2 separate regions of the Mus musculus genome follow, and region 1 is linked to region 2. Evidence: chromatin contacts called from public promoter capture Hi-C data. All regions are on one chromosome and are shown on one strand. The core of a region is the stretch at or near the end of the contact, and the rest is flanking DNA. Distances in the headings are between cores, read along the strand shown. Region 1 holds the start of Dnaaf5 (dynein, axonemal assembly factor 5). Region 2 holds the start of Wbscr25 (Williams Beuren syndrome chromosome region 25 (human)).

Region 1 (5,035 bases), core at 1,232-3,731, 4.1 Mb after region 2:
CAAATGTACGCTGGACATTTGGGTTACTCTGTTTGGAGACTCCTGGTTCTTCTACGTTAGCAGGCAGCTAGCTGCTAATGCCAGTGTGTGTATGTCACATGTGCAATCTGGCCTGCCGCTGTGGCCTCTTGTTCCAATGCTGGCTTTGTCTCTGGCATCTCCACTTTGCTCTCCTGGTCTGTTTGATTTTCTGGCACTGGTGGGGCTCCTCGGTCCCTGCTGGTGTCATCTGCAGAGTTATGAAGGCATCTCTGGGGTCCATCCTACTGAGGATGTGGGTCTCTTGCTGACAGACAACTTCACAAAACTACCTATGTGGTCCCCGCTGGCACCCCATGTGCAGGCAGGGTCAGGTGAGCCTACAGGTGCTGATACTGACACTGGGGACAGACTGTGGACTGGAACACGGGTTAAAGTCTCTGCCTGGCATTGTTCTAGGTCTCTCCTGCCACTGGCCAGAGAGAGGGGATTCCCAGAAGACTTGCCCTGTATCTCTTGGCCATCGTGTTGGCCTCTCTGGGGCCCTGGCTCAGAAATCAAAGAAAAAGGAAACATAGCCCAAGTTCTGAGTTCCGGGCCAGTGTAGTTATTTTCAACTCTCAAGTCCTTTTCCTACTGGGTGTTGCTTGTGGGGTATTGAGCTGTATTTAGATGGAGGGAACAGGAAAGGCAAACTCATTACTGCTCACAGGACCTACAGGCCATCCCTGCTGGCCCATCCCAACCTTCACAGCAGCCACAGGCATCCTTAAAAGTGCAGACTTAGCTTTCAGTGTTCCACGTAAAGCATCTTCCTTGGCTCCCTGCAGAGAGACAAAGGCTATCCTGGCTGTCCTGCACATCCCCTTGTTCCCTACAAGACACTTCTCCTTCCCCTAAGAGGTCCCCTGGCCACAGACAAGCACCGTCAGCTTCAGCTGCCACGGCCGGCCACAACCCTCACATACTGGGATGCTGGGCTAAGATGAAGTTGGAAGGGCTGCTTCCCTGGGCTTGCCGTCTGCCCACCTAACATTCACAAAGCCTTTTCACGGCTTGCACATCTATGCCAAATTCCCCTTATGAGGATAGCAGCTAGCCCCAATATCTCAATCTTGACATCTGCAAAGATCCTACCTCCAGACACTCACACTCTGATGGACTAGGCTTAAGACTTTGACATACGAGTCCATGACACCTCTAACACCAAGCCTTTGCTTGGCCAGTCACCTCTCTTCACAACTCTTTTGCCACCCTAAGCAATTTTACATGGTTCCCCTAAAGCTTCCACGCCACATTCAAAACACCTAAGGGTTCACACCAATTTCCCACAAAACTAATGTCAACAACAAAAAAAGGCCAAATTTGTTACAAAACCCAACCCCTAACATTATAAGCCTGTTCTCAGATGTGACTCGTTTGGATGCCCAAGTCATGCAGCACTGAGTCAGGCCTAGGAAGTGCCCAGTGGGGGGTCCTGACCACTGACAATACCATCTCTGACCCCCTAAAAAAACACTTCCAGCCATCGAGCATACCTCATGTCTAAACTGAGGTCAGACCGTGTGGCAGATTCACACTTGACTTCTTCATGACCTCTGAGGAACCCAGTAAGGATCAGCCATATCTACACCATTAGAAAGAACCTCAGCTTAAGCTGCCCCTGAGGAAAGGAACCTGAAGGTGCAGGCTTGCAGAAGCTTGGCCACTCAGGCCAAGTTCCAGACTCAGGCACAGGACAGCCCCACTCTTGGCCTCGCCCCTAGCCATTTGCCACGCCCTAAGGCCTGCGTCCCACCTGTCAGCCCTTGTCTCAGGCACCTCAATCCTCACGCTTCACCTTACTCAGACCCCCACCCCTCCCTCGAGCTTTATGTCCCTTCCCCAAACCTGCACCCCACCTATTATTGAAACTTGTCAGCCAGCTGCGCGGCCCATGCCCCGCCCACCTACCCCCCCATCCAACCCACTACTCCTTGCCCCGCCTCCTTCCCGTAGACCCTTATTCTTCGCCCCGCCCACAAAACCAGGGCTCCGCCTGCCACCTCCTGCAATGCTCCCGAAGTCCACACCCCGCCTATTTGGTTCTTTCCCCTCCCATTATCCCTTATTCCCCTCTCTTTACACTAAGCCCCTACCCAAGAGGCCCGTGTCCCGCCTACCAACCCCCTCGTACCGCCCACTACCTCTTTCGCCCAAGGCCCTTGCCGAGCTTGCTGTCTTCTGCCTCGCCCTCAAGGTTCGCGCCCCACCCCAGACTCCCGGACCTAGCCAATTACACTTGCTTCTCTTAGCCTCTCTCGTCCTCCTGCCCGTCACTCCGCCCTCTAAGCCCTTTGCCCGCCCACTTCCCTGGCCCCGCCTCTCCCTTACTCCCTGCCCCTCCCCCAGCATCACTCCTAAGGGGCGCACACTCAGCCTCGAGCAACCCAGGCAGCCGGAAGTCTTGCCGTAAAGCGTGCTCGGACCATCGTACTAGCGCCGGTTCCCTTGGAGACAGGCAACGCGCTCAAGATGGCGGCGCCGGCGGAGGCGGAGGTGGCCGCGGCCCCGGGCTTAACCGAGGCGGCTGAAGCCGCGGAACTGACCCGCGCGCTAAGCCGCCTGCTACCGGGGCTGGAGACGGAAAGTAAGCTGGGGCGGCGGCGCGCTCTGGAGGCTCTGGAGCAGGTACTGGAAGAGGCGGTGCGGCCCGGCGCGGATTCCGCGGCCTTCCAGGGCCCCTGGGCCCGTCTGCTGCTGCCGCGCCTGCTGCGGCTTCTAAGCGATCCGGCCGAGGGCTGCCGCGCGCTGGCCGCTCACCTGCTCGACCTTGGCCTGCGCCGCGCCGCGCGGCCCCGCGACGCTCTGCCGCGTCTGCTGCCGGCGCTCAGCGCACGCCTGGCCCGACCTGAACTCGCGCGGCCGCCGCCGGAGCCCTGCGAGGAGCTGCGTCTCGCCCTCGTGCAGCTGCTCCACCTCGCCGTAGACCTGGGCGGCGCCGCGCTCGCGCCCCACCTGGACGACGCCGTGCGCGCCTTGCGGGCCGCGCTGCTCGACCCCTTCGCTGCGGTGCGCCGGGAGGGCTGCGAGTGCGCAGCCGCTCTGGCCCGTGCCACTCCGGGTGAGCGTCCTATCCGCTTCCCTGGTTACCTAGATGTCCAGAAACTGAACTAAAGTGGGCTGGTTCCTTCGTAAGGTCATTTCCGATGGGAGGGGGCACGAGACAAGAGATCTCACCATGTAGCCCTGGCTGGTGTCAAACATAACGCTGCTTCTACTTCAGCCTAAAGTGCTAGACTCTCAGACCTGTGTCACACCCATTTCATGATCATTTTTATGCTGGGTTATGGGACTCATGTGGGAAAGGACAACTCAACTCAGTTTCTTTACTCCAGTGTCTTCTCTGTCTCTGACACGGGTCACTAACTTCCTGGATGAAGGGAGGCTGCTTCTCGTTTATTTCTACCCTCTATCTACAGCCCTGCTTGATCAGGGCTTTTTCCCTTTTTTCCTTCTAGACTAGAGTTTGGAAAAGTTAAGAGGCCCTACCTAGTGTTTAAAGTCTTCCCGGGGGTAGGGGGGAGCCAACTTTGTGAAATAGGTGTATATATCCCTCCGGATGCCTGGAGCATAAGCAGCTCCCAGCACCATTGGAGAGAAAAAGTGGGAGCTGAGGCTAGCAGAGGCCAGAGGAAGGTTTGATGGTAGCCACAGAACAGGGCCCCATGCAGCTGTATCGCATAACCAGCAGCCTCCCTAATCCCACAGAGCACTTCCACATGCAATCGGAGTCCTTGATAGGCCCCCTGATGCAGACCATCTCCCACCAGCACTGGAAGGTCCGGGTAGCCGTTATCGAAGCCACGGGCACTGTGATCCAGTTTGGCAGTGGGAACTCGGTGGATGATGTCCTTTCCCACTTTGCTCAAAGACTCTTCGATGACGTCCCTCAGGTACTGGGAGTTTTCTGCTTGACAGTCCTGAAACCATGTGCTTCTGTTAATAGAAGTGTCCTCATGTGCTCATCCACTGAGAGAATTTCAGTGCAGGGCCTAGTGCTTAGGGCCTTGCCGGGAAGGACAGAACGGAAGTGGAAGTCCGGTGCTGGGGTGGTCTCCATGCTGGTGGGGGGCAGACAGGAGCCCTCCAGATGTAGACAGAGCACTCACTGGCTTTCAGAGCACAGGCCTGTCTCAGACCTTAGACTGTTGTGGCTTATGGTAATGTCCCCTAAAGAGAAAGGACTGGTGGTAGGCAGGCTCTGTCTCCAAGGGAGGAAACAAGTGAAGGGGGAGCACATGACCCTGGCTAGGTGGGAGGAGGAGAAGCGGGCAGCATGCTCCAGAAAAACCGAAAGCTGTCTCCATCACAGTCAGACCCTCCACACAGTAACAAGTTGTGTCCCCTCCCTTTGATGACCGTGTTGGCCTGAGTGTATCAGGACCCTCCTGCTTCCGCACTTGCGTCACTTGTGCAGGTGCCCAGCCTGCATGTCCTGCCCCATCCTGCTATAGGCTCGCAGCCCATCTTTCTATCTTGTTTGTATACCTCTCTATCACATCACATCATCATTCACATGTGCGTGGTTCACCCACTCACCTCAAACTCGTGAATTGAGTTAATCGTCTCCAGGTTGGGGTTGTAGCTCAGACGTAGGGCACTCGCTCAGCATGTACGAGGTGCTAGAGTCCGTCCTCTGCACCACACACAGCCTTGTGAATTACAGCCACAATGTTGGTACATTTGTTGCCTGTACCCAGTTATCATCGTCCCAGCCAGTAAGCAGTTCCCCATGCATATCTCTGTTTGCTTGCTATAGAATTGTCATAGAGTCCTGTCAAATGTCATACAAGGTGCATCTATCATCACTACAACCCATAAAACACCCAGGTATCATGGTGACAAAGAAGGCTGCAAACACGGTATATTGCCAGGGGACAGTGAATCCACAGAGGACAGAGCTAGTGGGTGTTAGGAAGTTCTGCATCAGCAGTGATTCTCTCATTTGTCGGGGGTGGGGGCTGCTGTGCCCACCCCTGTTTCAGGACTAACATCCCCACAGCAGGACTCTGAG
Region 2 (5,305 bases), core at 2,191-4,690:
GGAACACAAAGCCAACTTTCTGCTCCAAGAGCAGTCCCACGAGCCCCGAGGGCCATGAGCACAGAGCCAGAGGGCAGAAAATACAGCCCAGTGTGGGACGGAACAGAACAGACCACCAGAGAAATATGTTCTGAGTATGGGACAGATGGTGCTGATAACTGCAGAGAAATGACTCCAGGCAAGCAGACAGGGAACAGTCAGAGCCATGGGGGACATATAAAATCAACGGAGCTAGGAGGAGTGGGTTGGAGAAGGAGGCATGAAGAAGGGGGAAATAACTCTAATGGCCTCTGTTTGTATGTGAGTGTATGAGAGTGTGTGAGAGTGTGTGAGAGTGTGTGTGAGTGTGTGTAAGTGGCCTCTATGTGTGTGAGTGTATGAGAGTGTGTGTGTGTGTGTGTGTGTGTGTGTGTGTGTGTGTGTGTGTATGTGTGGATGTTGTATGTGGAAGTCGGAGGTCAATGCCAGACAGCTTCCTCAATTGCTAGCCACCTAATTCTTAGTTTTAGTTTGTAATCTCTTTCTCTCTCTCCTCTAGAAAAGCAGCAAGTGCCCTTAGCCTCTGAGCCACCTTATTTGGTGAGGCAGCATTCATTTTTTTTTCAATGAACCTGGAATGCATCAATTCTGCTATCCTGGCTGGCTGGCCAGCCGGCCAATTGGATCCTGATGTCTGCCTGTCTCTGGCTTCCTTCCCAGGACTGGATTTAGAGAGGTGCTCCACAGCGCCCTGATTTTACGTGGGTGATAGGGACTTGAACCCAGGCCCTCATACTTCAAACACCAACACTTTACCCGGAGAATCAATCCCTGGCTCCTCTAGAATGACTTTAAAAGCCGGACAGGGTCTGCACATTTGTAATCCCAACACTCAGAAAACAGAGGAGGATCAAGGGCTAGCAGGAGGAGCTGAGTTCAACTCCCAGCACCCACATGGTAGCTTGCAATGTCTCCTTTTGATGTCCATGGGTACCAGGCTCACACATACACACATGTAAGCAAAACACCCATACACATAAAAACAAAATAAATACAGCAAACAAACAAACAAACGAACAAACAAACAGTTCCAGACCACATGCCTGTAATCCCAGCATTAGAGAGGTTGAGGATCCAGAGTCCAAGATCATGCTAGGCTGCATAGCGAGTTCAAGGTCAATCTTGGCTATTTGTGAGCCTGTCTTTAACAAGGGTCTGAGGTGGCGCAGACTGATGGAGATGAGCTAAGCGTGTTTTACATATGGAGGCAGGCATAAACTTTTAAGGGCCTAGGAGAGGACTGTTGCTGATGAGTGCAATGCATTGTGGGTTGGCATCATCTTGGAGACACGTTGTGTCTGCGAAGATGTTTCCAGAGTTTTAACCCAGTTGGACCACCCTGAATCCACCCTGAATGTGGATGGTACCATCTCATGGGCTGGGGTCTTGCAGACCCCAGGAGACAAGGAGACAGTGAGCTGGTTACCAGCATCCATCTCTCTCTGCTTCCTGACTGTGGATCCTGACAGTGGAACCAGCTCCTGTGGCCATGCTTTTCCTGTCGAGATGAACCCTTAAATCCTGAGTCAAAATAAACTGTTCCTGCCTATTTTGTTTGTTTGTTTTCTGAGACAACCTGGCTTGGCGTCTTTTTTTTTTTTTTTTTTTTTTTTTTTTTTTTTTTTTTGAGACAGGGTTTCTCTGTGTAGCCCTGGCTGTCCTGGAACTCATTCTGTAGACCTGGCTGGCCTCAAACTCAGAAATCTGCCTGCCTCTGCCACCCCGGCCCCCCCCCTCGAGTGCTGGTATTAAAGGCGTGTGCCACCATGCCCAGCTCTGGCTTGGTGTCCTATGCCTTTAATCCCAGCACTCAAGAGGCAGGAGAAACTCTGAGTTCAAGGCCAGCCTGGTCTACAAAGTGAGTTCCAGGACAGCTTGGGCTACACAGAGAAACCCTGTCTCAAACAAACAAAACAAATCTAAACAAACAAAAAACCCCAAAGAGTTTAAGTCAGCCTAAGGCATGTATGGAAATCTCAAAAATAATTAGATGGTTTCACCATTGTACATGGTGTTCTGGCTTCTAGAACATTCTCCACTTGATCTTAGCCAAAAGGCCGAGAAGCAATTAGAACATTCTCTTCCACCGCAACCCCACTCATGTAGTCAAATCCTTCTCACCTCAGCCTCCAGGTCTTTCACTCAACCGTCTCTTTCAGATATGCCATCTTAGAAGATCCAGGATTGGGTCCGCTTCTATGCTTTGAAGTTTTGTTTTTTTTTTTTTTTTTTTTTTTTTAAGTATTGGTATTTGCTCCATCTGGAGCAGAACTGGCAAGGATTCTTGCACCTCGGACCTTTGCATACAGTAGATCCTCAATTAACAAAGGCTCGAGCTTGCAGGCAGAGAAGATAGGATTATAACCTTCAGAAAGGCTTTTCCCAAGCAGAGCAGATTGCTACTACCTTAAAGCAAGTGTAGACGCAGCGTGGACTTGGCTGGTTGTGTCTGGTGCGCCGTGCCAGCTGCGCTGTGCCTGTTGAGTGGTGCCGGGTGTGCTGTGGCTTGTGTGTTGTGCCTGGTGTGTTGTGTTTGGTGTCCTGTGCCTTGTGTGGCAAGCCTGGCATTCTGTGCCTGGCATGCTGTGGCTTGTGTGTTGTGCCTGGTGTGTTGTGTTTGGTGTCCTGTGCCTTGTGTGGCAAGCTTGGCATGCTGTGCCTGGCTTGATGTGCCTGGTGTGCTGTGCTTGAAGTGCTGGGCCTGCTATGGTGTCTCTGGTTTGCTGTGCCTGAGGTGCTGTGCCTGGCATGGTGTGACTGGCGTGGTGTGGCTGGTGTGGTTTGCCTGGTGTGGTGTCTCTGGCGTGCTTCGCCTGGCTTGGATTGCCTGGTATGCTGTGCCTGGTACGGTTTGCCTGGCTTGGTGTGTCCGGTGTGTTGTGCCTGGTGTGTTGTGCTGGGCGTGATGTGCCGGGTGTGCTGTGACTGGCGTGATGTAGTTGACAAGCTGTGACTACCGTGCTGAGCCTGGCGTGGTTTGGCTGCTGTACCGCGCCTGCGGTAGTGTGCCTGGCCCGCTGTGGCTGATGAGCTGTGCCTGGCCTGGAATGGCTGGCGTGTCATGGCTGCCTCCTTCCTTTGAAGTTGTTTCCTTTTGTTCCTCATCTGTTTTTTTTGTAGAATTTTTTTGAGGGGTAATAGTATGTCTTCCATCTGGAGTTGTTGCGCCTGGGGTGCCATGCCTGCCAATGTATACGGAAAGCATCAACAGATTAATCCGCTTAGGTTCAAAATTTGGGAAGACACCAGGCAGATGGAGAAACAGGACTTCAGGTGGCAAGGTGGGAAGCCACACTGGGGGGGCCCCTGGGAGGCTGAGCCCCAGCGGGAACCTCCAGGGGCCCTCGGGAATCTCCTAAACAAGCTACAATCCAGCTGATGCCCCTGCCACACCCGGACCAGCAGGCAGGAATTTGCCCCTGTGACCTCCCCAGGCACACTCCTGTCACCATGGCGACCGGCTTAGGGAACAAGCGGCCTGATTGTCCCTGCCCAGCAGGGCAGGTGAAACCCTGGCCACGTGACCGATACTGAGCCAGGTGCGGTTAGGAAGACACTCGCTGCCTCCAGCCTTAACCCGTTCGACTCCCGGTCGCCGCCAGGGTGCAGTGTCTCTACCTCCCAGCCTGCCATGCACACGCATACCACACACACACACACACACACACACACACACACCACACTTCTTTGGGTCTAGAGGGCCCTAAATGAAATCTGGGAAGGAATCCAACCTGAGCCACACTAGTGACTGGAGCTGGGTAACTTCCGCCTTTCTCCATTTCTTTGTTTCCTTCAGTGTAAAATAAGAATGGACTGAGAGAGATGGTTCAGCGGATGCCTTGAATTCGGTCCTTGGGACCTACACGGAAGGAGAGAACTGATCCCCACTTGTCCTCTGACTCCACACTGCCGGCTACACATATACAGACACACAATAAGTCAAAATATTTTTAAAAAGAAAGAAAAGAAAAGAAAAGAAAAGAAAAGAAAAAAGAAGGAAGGAAGGAAGGAAGGAAGGAAGGAAGGAAGGAAGGAAGAAAGAAAGAAAGAAAGAAAGAAAGAAAGAAAGAAAGAAAGAAAGAAAGAAAGAAAGAAAGAAAAAGGAAATAAGGATTAGGCTCATCTCAGTATAATCCCGGGGTCTAGGAGCTCTGGCTCAGTAGCCCATCTGAGTTGCGAAGCCAACCAATGCAAACTCCCTGGTTTGGCCCACAAGCTGGGAAAGGGTGGGCAGCTCTGGAATGACCTTTCCCCAACATGCCACCCCCAGAGTCCTGCCACGGAGCTTGACCCCCTTCTTTGCCCCGCCCACAACTTTCTCTGGAATGTTCACTTGGGACCTTCAAACCAACAGGTTTTTCAGCTTGCCAGGCTCAGCCTTGAGCGAGCCATGTGACCACAATGCTTTGAGGGCCAGGACTATGTATGTCCTCAACGCCACTCCTGACACCAGATCTGGGCTATTTGGCTTTTGGGCATGTGGTCAAAGGTCGTGTGCCAGGCTGGGGTGAGCTGGCTAGACAGAAGGTTGACTGGTCAGAAACTCTTTAACAACACTACCTTTTCCCAACAGAACTATGAACCCTTTCACTCTGTGGACTGGTGAGATGGCTCAGTGGATAAAGGCACTTGCTGCCAAGTTTATTGATGTGAGTTCAATTCCTGGAACCCACATAGAGACAGAGAACAGACTCCCTCAAGTTGTCTTCTGACCTCTACATGCATGCTGTGACACCTGTACAACCACACAAATGGACAGACACAGAGGACACACACAGGAGGGGGAGAGAAATACAGAGATACACAGAGACATAATAAATATATAAAATAAATAATAAATAATATTTATTTATAATAAATAAATAAAAAGGAAGTTTAGGTGGGTGGGGTGGTACATGCCTTTAATCCTAGCATTCAGGAAACAAACAGATCTCTGTGAGTTGGAGGCCAGCCTGGTCTACAGAGCAAGTTCCAGGACAGCCAAGGCTATGAAACAAAACAAAACAAAAACCTGTCTCAAAAACCAAAAATTCCTATAAAAATATCTCTAAGGATCCTTCCCAGAACTTGGTCTGAAATCTCAGCATTCAGGAGGCTTGAGGCAGGAGAACTGCTGTGAGATCGAGGCCAGCATGGATTATATAATGAGTTTCAGGGCAGCCTGGGCTACAGGACCAGACTCTATCTTTAAAAAAAAAAAAAAAGGAAAAGAAAAAAGAAAAAAAGGAGTTACAGAGACAAAGTTTGGAGCTGTGACGAAAGGATG

What was found. Promoter capture Hi-C pulls out the DNA fragments that hold promoters and counts their contacts.
Region 1: a promoter capture Hi-C map of pre-B cells shows a contact between it and region 2, with 6 times the contacts expected there. The contact joins the promoter of Dnaaf5 here to the promoter of Wbscr25 in region 2. A contact is called at or near these places in 1 of 39 promoter capture datasets (pre-B cells) and 1 of 484 Hi-C or Micro-C datasets (CD4 T cells).

The regions. Positions count from the first base shown.
Region 1 is chr5:139,147,754-139,152,788 of GRCm38.p6, forward strand. Dnaaf5 (dynein, axonemal assembly factor 5) reads left to right here and starts at 2,482. Exons shown (of 13, transcript NM_001081265.2): 1 at 2,482-3,082; 2 at 3,730-3,914. The coding sequence starts at 2,494. It also overlaps a transcript of Prkar1b not described here.
Region 2 is chr5:134,997,910-135,003,214 of GRCm38.p6, forward strand. Wbscr25 (Williams Beuren syndrome chromosome region 25 (human)) reads right to left here and starts at 3,441. Exons shown (of 5, transcript NR_026907.1): 1 at 2,161-3,441. LOC115490310 (a small nuclear RNA gene) reads right to left here and starts at 2,108; the gene lies at 1,926-2,108.